Regions from separate parts of the Mus musculus genome. Here all the other regions are linked to region 4. A link is a contact called in public HiCAR-type and promoter capture Hi-C data. All regions are on one chromosome and are shown on one strand. Each heading gives the region's core, a stretch centred on a gene start, on an enhancer-like site or on the middle of the called end of the contact. The rest is flanking DNA. Distances are from core to core; before and after follow the strand shown. Region 1 holds the start of AU022252 (expressed sequence AU022252). Region 2 holds the start of Dmap1 (DNA methyltransferase 1-associated protein 1). Region 3 holds the start of Ccdc30 (coiled-coil domain containing 30). Region 4 holds the start of Elovl1 (elongation of very long chain fatty acids (FEN1/Elo2, SUR4/Elo3, yeast)-like 1). Region 5 holds the start of Lao1 (L-amino acid oxidase 1).

Region 1 (4,071 bases), core at 645-3,144, 800 kb after region 4:
ATGGATTATTCTGGAGAACTGGAGGCAACAGAATAATATATCCTTTATATGTCACCAGTATAAAAGACTAAAGCTGGGCTGGAGAGATTGCTCAGCAGTTCAGAGCACTGACTGCTCTTCCAGAGGTCCTGAGTTTAATTCCCAGCAACCACATGGTGGCTCATAACCATCTATAACAGGATCCAATGACTTCTCCTGGTGTCTCTGGCGAGAACGGCAGTGTACTCACATATATAAAATAAATAAATCTTAAAAAAAAAAAAAAAAAGCTGTGTTCTCTCTGTGGCTGAGTCCACTACCGTCACTCTGAAACTCAAAGTGTTGATTGCCCAAGATTTTGTCCCTAGCTACCTCCCTCCAATAGCAGCCTGATTAAACAAACACGTGATAGTCTTCTAAGCCTGTTTTTGAGCCCACCTCTCTTAAAAAAAAAAAAAAAGTAAAGTTTTAATTAAAAAGGTTTTTCTAAACATTTGAATTTTTCTTAAATACTACAACAGACATTTTTTGTGTGAGGGATTTTTGGCATGTCAATCATTAATTTTCTTGATCAAAACAAACTCTTGAACACGATAACTGCCAAATAAGCTAGTTTATACAAGAGAAAGAGAACACTAGAAGCTTTTAAAGCAGCCAGGCTCCGACACTGTAAAAGAGTCTTCAGGGGAAGTCTTGCTAAGAGAAGGAAACTGGAGTCCCACTTAGCCCTATGAGCCTCTCCACCTCAAAGATCTCATTTTACAGATCCAGAGCTCCAGAGAGAAACAATCAAAACCAATCTGTCAAAACTTCTACGGTCTTTTCCATTATTTTGCATATCTTCTTTATTTTACCTATTATGGAAACCGACGCCTAAGCTCTGGACATAGTAATACTGACTGTATCCACTGAAATTCACCATGTGTGACAGCGACCCTTGTAATACCCAGCCTTTGGGAGGCTGAATTCAAAGCCAACCTGGGCTATACAGCAAATGAAACTACCTCCAGTTTTATTGTGTGTGGTCTTTTTTTCAATAGGAATTTTACCCTGTGCCTTTTTGCATGCTGTTTTTGGTAGTGCTAAGAATCAAATTCAGGGCTAGGCAACAGTAAACTACAACCCCAGCAGTTTTTGTTTTATTTTGTTTTGTTTTTTTAAAAAGGAAAGAAAGAGCATATATTTAAGTTCCACAAGCTCCTGGGTAACAGATAAAGACCTTATGGGAAGCAGAATAAAATGTGACTATTTAAGAATTTGGTATAGAAGCCATACATTTAATCCCAGCATAGGGTTTTGGGGTTGGAGGGTGGGGGAGGAAGGTGGATCTGTCAGTTCGAGGCCAGCCTAGTCTATAATATAGAGAGTTCCATGACAGCCAGAGTTATGTAGAAAGGCCCTGTCTCAAAACAAACAACAACAGAGGAATTGGGATAGAGTGATCCTCTTCGTGTGAAATGGAATGGTAACTTCAGTACTGCCGAGTTCACAGGCTGTCCCGAGCCCAAAGAGGCAGGGTAAAGTACGGAGATGGCTATTCCTCACCTTCTGCACCTGCTCGGCGAGCGCCACGAGGTCTAAGGGGTCCCCGACCCGGTGGGTGTGGTAGGGGCTCACCAGAGCCAGGCCGCCGGGGGTCGGGGTGAGCTCCACCAGGGCTCCTGCGATACACACCCGAACACAGGCGTAAGTTGAAACCCTCAGCCTTCCGTGAGCCAGCAGGAAAGAGCCACCCGGCTGCGACCTCCTACCCAGGCAACTCAGTCCCACCTACCTCCAGGACCCGCCGCCTCCTTCACCCCCAGATTTCCCGTACCACTTTCGTACCGGCCGGGAACCCCGGGGTCCGCCATAACAGCACCTCGGTCCCACCACCCGCAGGGAGCTCAGTCTAAAGCGCAGGCGCACAACAGCTTGTGGGCGGGGTTTTCTCGTTCTCAGTCCATTGAGCTGTGCGCATGAGATTAGAGGCGGAGCCTCACGAAGAGTAAGTGTTTGGATTGGTTGAAAGCAAGAGGCGGTACAAGTTTCCTTGCCACGAGCTTCTGGACTTGGGGCGTGGCTCGTCTCTGGGCGTGGCTTCTGTGGGGGGCGGGACTCTGGAATGTGCCCCAGGCGAGCAGTCCCGTTAAGTGGAGGAGCAAGGCCATGGCGGTGAGCGAAAGGAGGCTGCTGGCAGCGATGCTAGCGGTCGCCGCCGCCGCCGCCTTACGGGTTGCGGCGGAGTCTGAGCCGGGATGGGACGTGGCAGCCCCTGACCTGCTTTACGCAGAGGGGACCGCGGCCTACTCGCGCGGGGACTGGCCCGGGGTGGTCCTGAACATGGAGCGGGCGCTGCGCTCGCGGGCGGCCCTGCGTGCCCTCCGCCTGCGCTGCCGCACACGCTGTGCCACCGAACTGCCGTGGGCACCGGACCTGGATCTCGGTCCGGACCCCAGCCTGAGCCAGGACCCGGGCGCCGCCGCCCTGCACGACCTGCGCTTCTTCGGAGCCGTGCTGCGCCGTGCCGCCTGCCTACGCCGCTGCCTCGGGCCGCCCTCTGCCCACTTGCTGAGTGAAGAACTGGACCTGGAGTTCAACAAGCGGAGCCCGTACAACTACCTGCAGGTCGCCTATTTCAAGGTGCGACTGGTCCGGAGCCCGGTGGCCGGGAGCGACCTGGGGAACTTGGGGAGCAGAGCAGGGATGAGACGGCAGGGAGGCAAGGGACCTCTTGGCTAGGGAGCTCTTGGCGGACTTTGGGAGCTTCACCCGGTTCTTATGGGCAGATGCTAACCCTAAAGGTCCAGCCAGTAGTGACAGCCCAAGCCAAGAAAAACCTGACCTTTTTCTTTTGGGAAGGCCTCCTAGAGGGAACCGAGGCGGCCGCTAGGGTCTCCCAGCAGTACTTCATTGCAAGTGTCCAAGTGCTTCTGCAACATCTTCCTTCCGGTTCGTTCTCCAATCATGCTTTCCCTGCTCCCTAATCCAACAGCAGCGCTCTTTCAGGACGTGGGATTGCCACGTCGCCAGCAGGGGCTGCCTGGCTCCGCCCTGTGGAGGACCCTCTAGCTAGTATTTTTGGGTTTTTTGTTTTTAAGAAAATGACTGTCTTTTGGGATGCCACAGCGATTTAAGGCCAAGTCAATAAGCGGGCTTGGAACGCCAGCCTTGTCTGCCCGTGATGACTGGTAACATATATTTCCAGGACTCCGTTAAAGCACTTTACGTTTGTTTATTGCCTCATTTGCCCTGATACATACAGTATCCTTTGAGTAAATGATATTAGTCCCATGTTAGGGGGGTGGGCTGCTCATGCAGACTACATAGCTACAACAGTTTCACAGACCTTTCAGTTCTACCTAAAGAAAGACTTAGAGGCTCGTGGGGACCTCAGATTTCTGCTTTGTCCCCTCGGTTCCTTCTGGTTACTGGAAAGCATGCTGGGATGACTGGGTTCTTACTGATTGGGTCATGCCACTTAATAGCACTACTTAAAATTCGTTGCCATTTATTGAGCACCTACTACATTCCAGTTCTTGGACAGGTGGTTAAAATGATTGCTCCTTTGTTTTTCCTTGTGTCACTGCTAGGAGTCACTGTACTAAGGGCTAACAAAAAAGGTTATGTAGCTAAGTTAGGACTGGGGGGAGACAAAGGAGGGAAACTCCAGCTTTGCCTCAGTTAAATTAGGCCTGAGAGAGAGGAGCCACTGAAGAATGGTTATTCCCCAGAGAGGGGAAATTGGAGCTAGAGTGTGATATATCTGGGGCCATGGGGTAGTCCCGTCCGTGACTCCTGCGTGGGGAGACTGGGAGTGACTAAGGAGTTTAGTGAGGCTTCTGCACACCTCAGGCAGCCATCACCAGACCTCATTTTCAGAATGTTAATTCTGGAAGGAGAAATTGGTGGTGGTGAAAACAGGAGAATTAGGAGCCCAGTCCACCAGAGGAAGCTAGGTGCCAGTGCTCAGAGGGAAGAAAGGAAGGGCTGGGGGTGCGTAGCAGAGGAAACAGGAGTAGTCCTGAGTGCTCAGGAGTGTAAGCTGGGCATGGTGGCACAGTGCTCTACAGCAGCCCTAAGATGCTGCTATTCTGTATTCTCACCACCACC
Region 2 (3,578 bases), core at 750-3,249, 750 kb before region 4:
ATGAGACTGGAAAAGGCCCTGCTTTAGGTAAGGCTCTACAATCTAGACCAAAAAACTAACTGGTCTTGGTTTAGGGTGCTTAGCCATAAAGGGTGAAGAGCACAGGCTGAGATTTGATTGGTAACAAATACCACCTTCCCAGAGAGGCCCTCCCTGACCACTCTTAGTTTTGACAAGGTGGCTCAAACCTAAGTTTGATCTCTGGGGCCCAGCTCTCAAGTGTCCTCTGGTCTGCTGGCATGTGCCATACAAATGGTGACACAAACCAAATGGGACATTCAGAAAGGAGTATTAGTAAATGAGATCTTCTGGGGTGAGGCCATTAGCTGCTGAAGTAACAGAGCTAAAGAAGAACAATGAAGAAGCATGGAGAAGCAGGAAGCTGCACCTAGGATGCAGTTGTGAGGAGCAGCAGTACTTGAAGGGCCAAGGGAAGCCACTAAAACCCACAGGAGATCCAGAAAAGGGCGGAATGCAACAGGCAGAAGAAACCCACAAGCAGCACTTGACCTAGAACCGAGTGGGTAACTGAGGCTGGGACTGAGCACATCTGGAGCCAGCCCTGGGAGACTGGAGAACTCAGCAAGTGGCTCAGCTTTGCTCTGTTAGCAGCTCACCTTATTGAACCTGGCAAAAGGGTAGTCCTTGCCCTCCTCCGCCGCTCGTCGCCAGTGGAAAAACATAGCGCCGTCCTTTCGAGCTGGGTTAGTAAAAGGCATCCATTTCCAAGGGCGAACCTTCTTGGACCCCAGTTTCGCCTTCACTGTCCGATACCCCTGACCAGTGTCACTGGGCAGCAGTGGGGGTGCATCCCTGGCAGTGGAGGTGAAAGGTTAGAAGCAGGTGTGTGAAGAACCTCTAAAGCCATGAAGCTCAGTCTACCCCAGAATAAGGAAGTCATGTCCTGGAGCAAGACACTGAGCTGTCCTGCAGGAGGAGCCCTAGTTGGGGATACTGGCGTGGGGGAAAGTAGAAGAGAAAATAGGGACATAGGGCTATGCCTGGTGAGCTAGGGGAAACACGGAGGACTTGGGATTCCAATACTTGCTTTTTGTCAGAGTAAAGCAAAGCATAGACCTCCCGATGCATGCCCTCAGGCCTCTTGAAGGTCAGCGTCTCTGAGGACTTCTTGGACTTTTTCTGGGAAGAAAACCACAGGGAAAAAATGATGGCCCAGACCCACCCTTCCTTGAAGTTTTTACCCAGCCCAACCTGAACAAACAAATGCTGAACTAAAGTCCCGGGAACCCACTCATGGGAGCGTCTCTACACCGTCTGCACAGGTTTCCTCTCCCCGCTCGCGTCTGAGTTATCAGGGAAGAAAGTCCTTCCCTCACCTCAAGACTGTCACAATGTCTTGCTCTCTCTTCCCAACAACTTACAAGTGTCAGGTTCCCTCGGTCCTCTCGTCCGTTGGCGGTTTCCCCGCTCTCTTGGTCCCCACCTCCCAGTGTCCCCTCTTCGTTACATTAAGGGTGGCATGCTCTTGTTCCATTGTAGCTCTCCTTTTATTATCACTTCCACCATCTCTCTTCTGGTAACACCCCTTCCCATCCCTTCGCCAACACCTTCACCCACACTTCAGCCCGCTCAAATGCCCCTGCTACCTTGTCCGGGTTGATAATATCCTTTTTGCTGATGGTCCCAGAGGCGGCATCTCCCTCTGGACCCCCGAGTTCTAGAATGTCTCGTACATCTGCGCCCGTAGCCATCACGCCCGAGGGATGAGGTAGTACCCCGACGTCAAGGGTCGGTACCTGCAGAAAGACTGTGCTACCGTTAAGGGGGCGGTGTCCCTGCAACTCCCGCTCCAAGTGGGGGCAGGGTGAAGAGGCCAGCGCCAGAATGGTCCACACCAGGTTTGGGTGCTGCCTCGTTCTCCGCCTCCCCGCGCAGGTGTCCCTTACGGTCACACTGTCCTCCCTGCCTCGCCATCCCCGGGGAGCCACACCTGAGTCCCCCCAGCTGTAGCCCACTCCTCAAATTACCTCTCTCTGAAGACCCACGGATAGGAACTTCCGGCTGTGCGTCGTAGAAACGCAACCCTTAGAAACACTTCCGGTCGGTGCTTAGACAAACAGGAGCCGGCTAGCAACCCAGTGTGCAAGCTACCGGGCAGGCTGAGTCGCTCGCCTGGAATTCCTGCTGTGCTCCCAGGAATCCGCGCGAGGCGATGCGGGGCTTGCTTTTGACATTTACCTTCTATTTCTCTACATTGTGTCCCGGGCAATGAAAAGAAAACCTGAAGAGAACTCTGTGACATTGAAAAGTCACTTATTTTCTCAAAACCTATTTCAAAACACTTAATTTGTTTACAAAATGAAAATTGTAACAGCTCCTGCTTAAGTGAAATACCAATAACCCATGTAAAACAATGGCACAGTGCCTGGAACATTATTTTTTTTCTTAATTAACTGGATTAATGATAGTAATTGCCTCTGCTCATTCAGTGCCTCTCTATATTACCAGGCATTGCCATTGTGCTAAACTTTCAAAGCAGAGCTAAACTAGCTTCTCCAGCTGCCAAGAGAGTAAAATAGAAGCTCTCTCTCTCTCTCTCTCTCTCTCTCTCTCTCTCTCTCTCTCTCTCTCTCTCTCTCTCTCCCTTCCTCCCTCCCTCCCTCCCTCCCTCTCTGCCTCCTCCTTCCTATCCCTTTTCTTTCCCCACCACCCAGGGTGGCCTCTTAACTCACAGCGATCCCCCTGCCTCTCAAGTGCTGGGATTACAGGAATGTGCCACCAGGTCAGGCTCTTAACTTCTTTATTTAATTTACAATTCCCCTAAAATGAGTTGTGAATCTTGACTCTTTTTTTTTTGGGGGGGGGGGCAGTGTAATGTACAACACACACACACACACACACACACACACTGTACTGTCAACACACAAACTAGAGTTATCTGATAGATGAAAACCTTAACTGAGAAACTGCCTTTAAGATCCAGCTGTAAGGCATCTTCTTATTGAGTGGTCAGTGGGGATGGCCCAGCCCATTGTGGGCGGTGTTATTCCTTAGCTAGTAGTCCTGGGTTCTATAAAAGGCTGAGCAAGCCAGGAGAAGCAAGCCTGTAAACAATACCTCTCCATAGCTTCTGCATCAGCTCCTGCCTCCAGGATCGTACCCTGTTTGAATTCCTGTCCTGAATTCCTTTGGTGATAAATAGCAATGTGGCAGTATAAGCCAAATAAACCCTTTCCTCCCCAACTTGCTTTTGGTCATGGTGTTTCATGGAAGCAATAGTAATACACACACATACCACGCCACATGTCTATGTACTTAGGTTGTCAATATGTAGGAATGACTAGAAGCCCTTATCTTGTTTTCACAAGGGAGTATGTCATTTCAACTGCTTTAACAGCTATCAGTCTATTTACTCTTGACTCCCATATTAGTAGTCGCTATCTCCTGCCCCCCTCCAAGTACGGCCTAAAAGAAAAAATGACAAGGGGCTGGAGAAATGGTTCAGTGGTTAAGGGCACTACTGCTCTTCCAGAGGTTCTAAGTTCAATTCGCAGCACCCACATGGTGACTCACAACCATCTGTAATGGGATCTGATGCCTTCTTCTGGTGTGTCTGA
Region 3 (3,852 bases), core at 707-3,206, 990 kb after region 4:
CTTTATGGCCTCTGCATTAGCTCCTGCTTCCTGACCTGCTTGAGTTCCAGTCCTGACTTCCTTCAGTTAATGAACAGCAATGTGGAAGTATAAGCTAAATAAACCCTTTCCTCCCCAACTTGCTTCTTGGTCATGATGTTTTGTCCAGGAATAAAAACCCTGACTAAGACAGCTCTTAAGTCATTCAACCAATGCTTTCATTATGCTGTTGGCAATTAATTTCTTGACTCTGCACACCCAGGTTCCTCTGCCTGGGATGGTGTTAGAGCATTTCAGAACAAAATTTTCTCCCCGGTGAACTCAGACTTGGTGGTTGGGAAATTCTAAAAATCTAATACAACAGAATAAAACATGCTGTTTGAGTTATAAATTCTCTGATATTTAAAGTGTACCTAAGACTGCCCCATTTAACAGAGCCTGCTCTCTGAAATAGATACTGAAGAAATGGTCATTTAGCCTCTTAACAAGGGTAAACATGGTTTTAAGCCGCCTAAGCTCCTCACATCTAACGGGTGAGGTGGTAAGCTGGAGTGCCGACGTAATAATGAATGGTAGGTGGAAAGAGGACTAACAGCATTTCTGCCCTCTAACTTCAACGGGGGGGGGGGGTCGTTTTCTGGCTCTGAGGAAGGGACTTGCTTTGGGTCACATGGTCTATAAGTGACATGCTAAGGAACAAACAAATATGAGGTCACAAAACTGGAACAGCCCCCATGTGACTTTTCACCCTAAGTACCCTTCCTGCTATAGAAATATAATCCAAACACGTATAACCTTAAACCCAAGAATATGATTCACAGGTTGTTCCAATTCCTAAATAAAATATACTTTTTTTTTCTTTTTTAAAAAAGGCCACTGGGCTTTCTCCTTTTCCAAAAATATGATAAGTTGCTCTTGATTGATTCCCTTCACCAAAAGTGTTTTCTAATTTAGAAACTGAAAGGAAAAAAAAAAGAGGGGGGGGGGCACGGGAACAGTTTCAAGTATCTCCAGTCTGGCAAATCGCACAATCCCCGGGTGTTTGATGTACTTTGGCCTAAAAGTCAAAATTCTGCTATGCGGTCATTTTTGAACGCCATTTTTACAAGTACGAACATATTGCTTAAATTTGTGTCTAACATAGTACCTAACAAGGAACGGAACTTAAACTTTCACATATGGCATATGTGTATACCGCTGTCAAGAAGTTCAAAACTGATTCTTTTCTTTTAATTCTTTTCTATTTTCGAAATACAATAGGTTTGCAACCGTCTCATGTATGCATTTGCATCATTTACTTCACCCATCTCAAGTTCACCCAAGACAGAGAATTTGCAACAGTGCAGAGAAATGGAAACTCTTTACGGGGACTGCTGGGCTGGAGGATGAGAAATGTGCAGCCATGCAAAGCCTTCCTGTAGGGAAGCAGAAGGAGGTGGTCTACAGGTGACAGAATGGTGAAGACATTACAATGCACAGCGTGGACGGGGAAGGGTGAGATGGTTGTGGGGTAAACAGGATAAAGGAGCCGGGTGCTCGGATGGTGAGAGAAGTGGATGGAGTTGAAGGCTGAAAGGCAGAAGGCAACTGACTTGATGATCTCGGATGCTGGTATCCCCAAAGGCCTGCAGAGCTTCATCCGGATGCAAGGTTGCGTGTGACGAAGCTAGTCCCACAGTCCTTTCGCTCGGGCCGCGCGCAGGGCACAACGGTGTCTCTGGGGCCTTTGTGGCTGGGACCTTCGGGGACGGTCAAGAGCACACTTCTCCTGAGCCAACCGTTACCGGGCCGAGCACGCCGAAGCCGGCCAGCACCGCGCGAAGGAGCTCACCGGCGATCCGAAGAGATCTGGAATGTGCACCACGGGAAGAGCAGGTCCGTCCCCGGGCTGAGGTGGGATTTTCCTGCCAGCGCGCAGAAGGAGCAGGGGACTCTCAGCTCCAGCCGCCCAGCCGCTGTCATGGCAACCCCACTCAGCGGGGGACGCGCAGGCGCGACCCGGCGGGAGCCATGGAGACCATGCACGCTTTGGGTGGCCCGGGCCGTTCTTCCTGTGAAGACTGTTGTTACAGCGCACACCATTGGCCTCCAGGAACTACAGACTACCCCATTGGCTCCGGAGACCGCAGTAACCATAACAACAGTGTACAGCGTCTATATAATTCTCAGACTGCGAGTAAACATAGGGTTCTAATTCTCGAATTGTTTCCCTCCAAGTTCAACCTATCTCCTTATATTTGTTTTTCTGTAAGTGACTTCAAAACTTGGATGTGAGAGTCCACGCACATGAGAGTGAGGTAGAATTGAGTTTGGAACCAGCTAGTGTTATACAGTAGATTCCAGTCGGTGCCGCCTAGGCTATAGAATGGAACCTTGCCTTTAAAAAAGAAAAAGAAAAGAGAGGACAGAGAGAGAGAGAGAGAGAGAGAGAGAGAGAGAGAAGAAGAAGAAGAAGAAGGAGAAGGAGAAGGAGAAGGAGAAGGAGGAGAAGAGAAGGAGAAGGAGAAGGAAGGAGAAGGAGAAGGAAGGAGAAGGAGAAGGAGAAGAAGAAAGAGGAGGAGGGGGGGGGGAGGAGGAGGAGGAGGAGGAGGAGGAGGAGGAGAATAGAAAAGAGAAAAGAAAAAAGGCAAGATACTGTGCATATCAGGTCTCAATTTAGGGCCAGAATTTGTCATCACACCTGGAGTACCTAAGGTAAATTTCCACACTTCTGGACTTTTGTGACATGAATTACCACCTCTCTTGGAGCACACAGTTGACATGAACTTTAGGTCTAGTTGGCAAAACTTCCAGAAAACAACAGGCTTCGCCATTGGTACAGTGCTGTAAAAGATGACTTTCCTCTCTACAGCCACAGCCTTGGGTGCTGACTCATCTGCTAGAACTAGGTGACCTTTATGATAATATTCATGAGAGCCCACTTAAGATCATTTAAATCAAGCTTGACCAGAATTACCACGAAGGCTAGAACCCTTAAGAAAGCCTAACTAAGCTAATTGACAATTCTGTTTGGCTTCTTATAGAATGCAAGATAAATATTTTTTTTAAAAAAAGATTTATGTGCATGTAGGTTTACATTGATAAGTTAATGTACATCACAGCTAGAGCCCAAGGAAGCCAAAAGAGGATACCAGATCTCCTGGAACTAGATACAGTCCTTGGGAGCCTCGTGGGTGCTGGGAATGAGTCTTGGTTCAGTAGCCATGTCTTCTTCCAGCCCCAAAGTACTTTAGTGATACAGTTTAGCACAGGCTCAACTTAAATCTTCAGATGTTCTTTTTTCGAGACTCCAGGTGCGTTGTCAAAGCTGGATTTCTGGAGGCTTCTGCTTTTCTGGTATCTAAAACGCCACCTACATTTCTTGATCTTATTCTAGCTGCCAGCCCTTCCTTCTGGATCATGTGGGGGACCATCACCTCAACAGTGTCCCCTATTTTCTGTTTTCTTCCTTGGCCTTGAAAGTGTTTCCCCTCTCTGATCTAAAATGCTCACCTCCATTTCCACCCACTCCCACTGATCAGTTTCATTATCACCTCCTTAGGTAAGGCTCCTTGGTCCTCCGAGCTGGAGCAAATAAACGCCTCGTTTCCCTTTGCAAGTATTTCCTCCTGCTAACACACAAACACACACACACCTGGAACTCCTACCTGGGTGTTTTGAAGCTCTCAGAACAGACCATAAACCGAAGGGAGAAGTCTCTGGTGAGTCCATAAGACAAGTTAGAGATTGTTTGGGGCTTTAATAAAACGATCTTAAGTGGGCTCTCATGAATATTATCATCAAAATCACCTAGTTCTAGCAGATGAGTCAGCACCCAAGGCTGTGCCTGTAGAGAGGAAAGTCATCTTTTACAGCACTGTTCCAGTGGCGAAG
Region 4 (3,906 bases), core at 155-2,654:
CCATCCCGAACGCTCCACTGGGAGCTTTTGGATCCACCACAGATGTTCACTGGAGAGAAAGCTGCTGACATTTGATGGCTGGAGTTCAGGCTATGGCTTGAGAATGACATTTCAGGGACATGGGGGTCTAGTATACAATGATACAGAAGCTGGGTTTGGAAGTAAATTCTCTGCTGGTTGTTTTTTTTTTTTTTTTTTTTTTTTTTTTGGTCAAGAGTAGGTGCTAACAGGTAAACAGGTAATCTAAAGAATGCTGAAAACTATACTCTGGCCTTCATCTCTTATCAATGCCTAGGTAACCAAATCCACCAATTATGAACCTATTATCCTTCCTAGCCACTGCCTCTTCTAAATTCCTCAACTCTCTGCCTACTTACATCATCCAGTTGTCCAAGCTGTAATTGAGTCTTTATAGGAAAGACAGATTTCATGCCATGCAATAGTTGGACTATCTGGTGCTGGGGTGGGTGGGTGGTGGTACTGAATTGACATCTAACTCCTCCCCCACCCCTACCCCTGCAACGTTGTCTGGCTTTCCCAACCCCATCTGTTACCTCTTCAGACCAGCTGTTTTCCTCTCACCTGGTCTCTCTAGTACCTTGTACCTGGGTTATAAGTTATGTTAGTGTGGGGAGCAGAGCTTAATGTGGTTTCGCTCACTGTAGATGGCCAGTAAATGTCTGACAGATGAGATGAGCTGCCTCAAAATTCTTGTTTTCTTCTGCTTCTAGAATAAGTCAGGCAGCCTCATTTGGCCTCCAAGATCTACTACATTGAACCACAGCCAATTTCACTTGCTACCCCCACCCCCACCCCCTTTCACTACCTTGAAGGCCAGTTTAGACAGTGATTCACAGTTCTTGCCTGGGGCCACTTGTATTCTCCCATCTCCGTTCCAGGAAATCCTCTCTGTGCCTCCTAAAGCTAGGACTCATCCAAGTTTATAGGCTCTGAGAAGCATGGTGGTGGCCGACTGCTGCCTCCCGCTAAAGCCTCCCGCCACCCCAATCAGCCCTTAGTAGGCACAGCTGGCCCTCCTCTTCCAGGAAAAGCCTTGAGGGAACGGTTGAACCCTGGAAATTTCCCGTAATCATAAGCCGCGACTGTCACAAAGCAGACAGGAGATGAGTGGGTCCTCATGCTGGACTGGACAGAGGACCACGAATGGGGCCATGCAGGCTGAACCTCAAGAAGAAGCTGGGTGCGGGCCAAGCCATAGTCATCGGCGGGACAGGCTGAGAGATGCGAAGGAAGGGGTGGAGAGCTGGGGCTGGGTGTGCTTCCTGCCCCGGGATCTGGCGACCCGCCCCTGCTCCCGCCCTGGCGGCCAGGCAGGCGCTGGACGGCCCCTCCTGCCTCGGCCAGCCGCCCAATCAGCAGGCGCCCCCCGCCCGGCCCGCCCCCTCCCCCTCTGGTGACAGAAAGTCGGCCCAGCAGATGAGGAAGTGGCCGGCAGGCGGCCCTGGGGACTTCTCTCCGGCCCTGATCCCTTTGAACCCTTCACTGCTGCCCGCCTGGTTTCCACTGGTGAGTGTGTACCTTCCATGGCTCCCCACGTGCCAGCGCCCCCTGCCTGGCTGGCCAGGCTAGCCCTGCCCTGCCTGCCTTGCCCTGCCCTGCCCAGGCTGTGGGCGAGGCTGTTCCTGGGGCGAGTGGGTGGGAGGTCCCAGGCACTGGGGCTGGGCCTGCCCACAGGATCCCTCCCCGGCACCTTGGCCCCTGACCCCCATTTGCTCACACCTAGTTCTTTTTCAGCACCTCCTGGCCTTCCACCCTTTGCCCACTCCTCTCTTTTCCCTTCCTGCCCCATGCCGGTGCCCTTTTTCTTTTCCATCCATCTTAAGGGAACTGGCTCTGTTTCACTGCGGGAGGGGGGTGGTGCGCACCCGGGTTTCCCTCAAACTTAGGGAGAGATCCTCAGAAGTCTGGACTCCCTCTTGCCCTCTGGGTCACTGTGTATCTCCCGGTGTTAAGTGGTGGTGAAGGGCGAGTGAATTGGAGGAGGTGGTTGAGGGAGGAGATAAGGAACTGGCAAGCTCACGTGTGTCAGAGCACATGCCTAAGTGCTAGGCCCCACTCCAACATAAGCCACCAACCAAAGTCTAACTGTAGGAAGAAATGAGTGTCACTCACCAGAGAGCTGTGTGTGCAGAAGGGAGGTGTGGGTGAAGATGTACCCATGCCTGGTCAGCTGTATGTCCCGCGGTTAATGCAATCCCTGACAGGTGTGAAGTTTAGGAGCCTGGCATGTCCGAGTCCAGTAGGGAGGCCTGTTTGGGTGATGTGGTCAACAAGATATGCCTGGACTGTGTGTGGATGTATGCTGGCTAGCTCCTGGCGCGGTATGCATGTCTCTGGGGGTGGTTGAGAGCGGTGTGATGAAGGTACATATTACTGTGTGAGAGCGTGGATGTGGATGGTAGAACTCAAGCCCCAAGGCTGGAGATTGATGGAGAGCAGCTGGAGCACTCCGCTTGTTGGGCAATTGCCGGAGTCCTCTGGGACAAAGTCCTAGGCTCTCCTGGGTCTAGGCTAAATTTTTGTATCCCTATAAACTTTCCCTTGGCATTCCTTCCAACTTTGAGGAGGAGGGGACCTAGCCCATGAGGCTCCCTCCCAGAAGAGGGAAAGATTCCTGAGACCTCCCCCACTCTCCCACCTCCTCACATACCACTGGTGTCCTCACCCCTCCCTGGTAGGGAAGGGTGATGCCCATTCTAAAGTAGGACAAACTAAGAATTCATGGCTGGTTTGGGAGAGAATGCTGGGTGTGGATTTTTTAGCAGTTCTGGCTTTGGCCAGACGTCCTGGCCAGAAGTTTCTGGAGAACCTACAAACTTATCTGGCTGGTCAGAGGTGGTGAGGCTGGGGCTCACTTGGCTTTCTCAATTCTGGTGGGTCCTGCTCCTCTAGGCATTGACCTGTGGCCTGGACCCACCCTCCACCCCATGCCCAACGTAGCGGGGGCGGGAGGAGGGCGGGGCTGCTACAAGATCTAGTCAGACAGGTGGAGCCGCCAGGGCAGGAGTCTCAAAGAGCCAGGCTCCTGGAGTGGAAGAGAGAGAGAGGCAGAACTTGCCCCTGAGAAGAAGGGAGGAGAGAGGCTGGAGGTGAAGCACTGGAAGAAGGCAGGAGGCTGGAGGTGAGAGCCTGGGAGGCAAAGGGGAAGCCCGGGGGCACTGGTGTTCACCACAGAAGTGGAACCCTAGGTTTGTTCAGGTACTAGAAAGGACAGAAGCAGGTGGGAGTCCCTGCAGGGGACAGAGGCGAGAGGAGAGTCTTGGAAAAGGGCCAGAGGGACTTTACCTGGGAGAAGGGGGTATGAGAGGAGTGGCTGAAGGGGAGATTCTCTGGAGAGAAGAGTGTCTCTCAAAGCTGAGAGATGAGACTGCTTGCCAAAAAGGTTGAGGAAGTTCACTGGGAAGATGAACTGTGTTGTGAGGAGAAAGGCTCCAGGAGACCTGGAAGGCAGGTCTCAGAGGGAAGGAGGAAGGCAGGGAAGGGAAACACTCGAAGAGAGTGGAGGGGAAAGGTGGGACAGCTCCATCCAGGCAGGCCGGATGCTTCGGCAGCCGATGTTCCAGACTGTCTCTTCTCCCAGTACACGCCTGCTCACCATGGCCTCACCATGGCCAGGATTCGACCTGGGGCCTTGTGTATGCTAGGAAAATACTTTAGTTCAGAGACCTATCCTTTTGTCAGTGAGGCAGCAGCTGTCTGATTCTGTATCTTGTCCTGTGGACCACATGTGTGATGGGGGGCCATGCAGTGGTCCCTGCCTAATACCTCCTCTCCATCCCTCCTTAGAGTCCTTAGCCAGGATGGAGGCTGTTGTGAACTTGTACCACGAGCTGATGAAGCATGCGGGTAAGCTGCTGTCTATGGCACTGCCTTCCTTCCCTTCTT
Region 5 (3,552 bases), core at 958-3,457, 530 kb after region 4:
TTGGAGGCTTGCTTACAGTTTCAGAGGGTGAGTGCATTGCCATCATGGCAGGGAGCATGCAGGTAGGCAAGGTGCTGGGGCAGTAGCGGAGAGGTTTACATTTTGATCTACAGACAACAGGCAGAGAGAGACAGAAACAGAAGGAGACAGAGAAAGAGGGACAGAGACAGAAAGACAGAGAGAGACAGGGAAAGTGAGAGAGGAACAGAAACAGAGGGAGACAGAGAGAGAGAGACTGGGGCCCGCCATGTGCTTTTTAAACTTTAAAGCCCACTCCCATTGACACACCTCCTCCAAGGACATACCTATGTCCTTATCTCCTAATCCTTCCCAATCAACTGGGGATGAAGCCTGCAAATTAATGAGTCTATGGGGACCATTCTCATTCAAACCACCACGCCAATTTATAAATCTTCAATTATTGTTCTTAGTATTGTTCTAAGTAGTGTGATAAAATCTTGTGACATCTGACCCCATTGTGTTCCACTCTTCTTGGGATTTGGATAATTCCAATGTATCAATTCCTTTGTCCAATGTATCTATTTCTTTGTCCAGTGTATCCATCCTCTTGTTCACTGTATATGCTACTCACCTATTAGTCATTTGATAGCCATCATGGTGATCAAATTGTGTATAAATCATCATTGTTTTTAATAGCACCCCAGAAGTATAAGGCTAGTAATGCTGCAATTTTATCATAGTATTTTGTTATAATTGCTGTTTTATTATTGTTGTTGTTAAAATTTATTTATTTTATGTATAAGTGCCCTATCTGCATAGAGAGAGAGGGGAGCATCAGATCACATTATAGATGGTTGTGAGCCACCATGTAATTGCTAGGTAATTTCAGGGCCTCTGGAAGAACAACAAGAGCTCTTAACCACTGAGCCATCTCTCCTGCCTCATCTTGTTAGTTTCTTACTGTGCCTAATTCATAAATTAAACTTCATCAAAAAATACATTTTAGAATGTGGTACTATCTGCTTTTTTAGACATCTAACAGGGATCCTGGGATGTATACTTCATGTGTGGGGGGAAGGGAGAGGAAGGTGATATTGTTTCTAGTCTCATTTCTTCTCTTCAATAAAAAGTAGAAAATGTCATAGTCCAAAAAGAAAAAAAAGAAAACCCAAGTTCAAAAGGTATCGATTCTGGGACTGAAGAGATGGCTCAGTGGTTAAGAGCACTGACTGCTCTGCCAGAGGTCCTGAGTTCAATTCCCAGCAACCACATGGTGACTCACAACCATCTGTAATGGGATCTGATGCCCTCTTCTGGTGTGTTTGAGATAGCTACAGTGTACTCATATACAATAAATTAATTAATTAATAAAAACAAAAGGTTCAATTCTGTATCCCAAGACACACAAGTCTTCCAGGACAAAGCAGGACTCAAGCCAGTTCTATCAGCTCTGTGGCTACTACCCTTCCCCCATACCACCTGGTGCCAGAATCCTAGTTCTGGGCCCTACCTTCCCCTACTCCTTTCCTCCCCACCAGCTCCCACACTGCGGGTTGGGTGCAGACTTTCTGTTCATTTGGCTTGCCAGCCAGCCTGTGAACAAAAGCTAGTCTTGGCAGAACAGTTACCTGGCTCCATTCCTTAAGGGAAGGAAGTACACTGCCAGGGAAGTACACTGTGTCTAAAGGAAGCCCTGGAGGTCCCAGAGGAAGCAGCACAAAATGCTCTGTGCTGGAAATGGGCCAGGCTAGAGACCTCTGCCTACCTGGGAGCCTTCGAGGGAGAGGGACAATGAGGCATGATTATTGTACAGGAACTCCTGACCAGATCCCTATCCCAAACAGACATGGAAATAAAGTAGCATGGTGCACCAGCCAGGGGGAAGCAGGCATTCTGTATTGTGGGCAGTCAGGAGCTCTGGCTTGTGCTGGAAGTTCAGAGACCAGATGTCCCGCCCAACCCTCATCCCTTCCCAGAGTGATTACAGCAAGTTCACAATGGCCCACCTACTGCCATTCCCCTCTTGCTCCTTAGCAACAGGAGAGCTGGGAGAGGGGCTTTTCTAGAAGAGACTGTCAGGGGGAAAGTGGATTGAAAGTGAGGGGAAGGTGAGGTCAGTTATTACTGTCATCCCACCTGACGGGTCAGGCCTTGGTTCAGGGCCACCTTGCTTGGCTGAGTCAATAGGGCCAGAGACCGATTGGTGGGATAAGAGCCAAATATTGCCAGAGAGGTGCTGCTTCTTCATAAAGAGAAGAGGAGAGGCTCAGAGTTCCGCATGAGTTTCAGGACCATGGCCAAGAAGAGTGGTAAGTGGGTCCTCCTCCAGGTCTGGAAGAGACTGAGCAAGGAAGGGCTAGATACTGAAACAGGCATAGGTGTTGGGTCGGAAAGGGACATGGGTCAGTGGGTTGGGTGTAGGTCTGAGGATGTCTCAGCTGAAGACCAAATCAGAGTAAAGAGAGTTAGAACTGAGGCAGGAATTCAGCTTTACCTGGGGATGGCTCAGGATGTTGAAAACGAGTTCCGTGGAGATGGATCTGGAGGAGGGGTCAGGGGTTGGATCCGTTCAAAGGCAAGAGCAGAGGGGCCAAGAAACAAATGCTGGTTGACAGCTCAGGGGGAACTGTAAGGTCTGGATAAGAAGGTCGAGGCAGAGTGGGGTGAAGGAAGGGGGGAGCTGAGACTTAGTGACCCCCTCCCTTGGGCTTGGTAATGTCTCTCCTCTTTTCTAATGAGTTGTCCCCAATGGAAAGCTGTCTTGGCACTAGGACAGGACTACTGTGCCTCCTCAGCCTGTGGTCCCTAAAAGTCCTAGTCCTTCAAGGAGTTTCAGTGGCCTCTATGCTACAAAGACACTAAGGGGGTTCTTACCAGCCGAAAGCTCAGCTTCTACATGGTGCTCAGGGTGTACAGTCCTCGCCTGGACCACTTAAGAGCAGGGGACACCGAGGGAACCAAATATCCCTTCCTGTCAGACAAGGCCAGCTGTGAGCAAGAAAATCAAGCCACTCAAGACATGTTATATGGTTGTCACTAACTGTCAGAGTGATGAGTTCTAATCTTGATATCGTGTGCGATACTTTGAGAAGGGAACTTTGAGAAACCATAGATGAGGCTGGAAGAAAAGAAAAAACTTTAAGGACTGCCTGTTTCCCACAGGTCACTCCTCACTCCTGCTAGGAGAAGGGAACCTTTTCACCAGTAGACACACCCTCCCTCTCCCTCATCATTGCTCTCCAACTCTCTTCCCCACACAGCTTCACTTTCCAGACACACTCACAGAACCTACACAAGCACCCACATTTCTCCCTCAGACTCGAGCAGAGGAACCTATCCCGTCCTCCTCACACTAAATCCAGCTCTCCATCCACCTCACCTTCCCATACAGACTCAGTCACACCCAGGCGTCCATGCCGTTCCACAGACGCATCCCTCACACACAGTCTCGGACTGTGCAGTCATACGAAGTAAATGCAAACTGCGGTCACACTCCCACACACTAACTGACAGGTCTATACAGCCCCAATCCTTTACAGTCACTGATGAGCACACAGGCACACTCTCCATCAGGAAAAAAAAAAAAAAAAA

Evidence for each region. Promoter capture Hi-C pulls out the DNA fragments that hold promoters and counts their contacts. HiCAR-type assays count read pairs that join an accessible place to other places.
Region 1: a HiCAR-type map of astrocytes shows a contact between it and region 4, with 2.4 times the contacts expected there. The contact joins the promoter of AU022252 here to the promoter of Elovl1 in region 4. A contact is called at or near these places in 3 of 39 promoter capture datasets (the 3T3-L1 cell line, embryonic stem cells and hippocampal neurons) and 2 of 115 datasets of contacts at active chromatin or transcription factors (astrocytes and embryonic forebrain).
Region 2: a contact with region 4 is called in a promoter capture Hi-C map of pre-B cells, with 2.6 times the contacts expected there. The contact joins the promoter of Dmap1 here to the promoter of Elovl1 in region 4. A contact is called at or near these places in 2 of 39 promoter capture datasets (hippocampal neurons and pre-B cells), 2 of 115 datasets of contacts at active chromatin or transcription factors (bone marrow-derived macrophages and pancreatic cancer cells) and 1 of 9 other capture datasets (liver).
Region 3: a promoter capture Hi-C map of second pharyngeal arch cranial neural crest shows a contact between it and region 4. The contact joins the promoter of Ccdc30 here to the promoter of Elovl1 in region 4. A contact is called at or near these places in 5 of 39 promoter capture datasets (cranial neural crest, hematopoietic stem and progenitor cells, hippocampal neurons and 2 more), 1 of 115 datasets of contacts at active chromatin or transcription factors (bone marrow-derived macrophages) and 1 of 9 other capture datasets (liver).
Region 5: a promoter capture Hi-C map of hippocampal neurons shows a contact between it and region 4, with 3 times the contacts expected there. The contact joins the promoter of Lao1 here to the promoter of Elovl1 in region 4. A contact is called at or near these places in 2 of 39 promoter capture datasets (embryonic stem cells and hippocampal neurons).

What each region holds. Positions count from the first base shown.
Region 1 is chr4:119,230,830-119,234,900 of GRCm38.p6, forward strand. AU022252 (expressed sequence AU022252) reads right to left here and starts at 1,895. Exons shown (of 5, transcript NM_001012400.2): 1 at 1,754-1,895; 2 at 1,525-1,640. The coding sequence starts at 1,832. P3h1 (prolyl 3-hydroxylase 1) reads left to right here and starts at 2,086. Exons shown (of 15, transcript NM_019783.2): 1 at 2,086-2,601. The coding sequence starts at 2,128.
Region 2 is chr4:117,680,226-117,683,803 of GRCm38.p6, forward strand. It overlaps Dmap1 (DNA methyltransferase 1-associated protein 1), which reads right to left and starts at 2,000. Exons shown (of 11, transcript NM_023178.2): 1 at 1,989-2,000; 2 at 1,608-1,757; 3 at 1,049-1,140; 4 at 618-813. The coding sequence starts at 1,712.
Region 3 is chr4:119,413,565-119,417,416 of GRCm38.p6, forward strand. It overlaps Ccdc30 (coiled-coil domain containing 30), which reads right to left and starts at 1,957. Exons shown (of 15, transcript NM_029286.2): 1 at 1,572-1,957.
Region 4 is chr4:118,426,689-118,430,594 of GRCm38.p6, forward strand. It overlaps Elovl1 (elongation of very long chain fatty acids (FEN1/Elo2, SUR4/Elo3, yeast)-like 1), which reads left to right and starts at 1,405. Exons shown (of 8, transcript NM_019422.3): 1 at 1,405-1,527; 2 at 3,808-3,867. The coding sequence starts at 3,822.
Region 5 is chr4:118,959,760-118,963,311 of GRCm38.p6, forward strand. Lao1 (L-amino acid oxidase 1) reads left to right here and starts at 2,208. Exons shown (of 7, transcript NM_133892.4): 1 at 2,208-2,270. The coding sequence starts at 2,240. The region is part of intron 1 of Gm12865 (a long non-coding RNA gene); the gene reads right to left.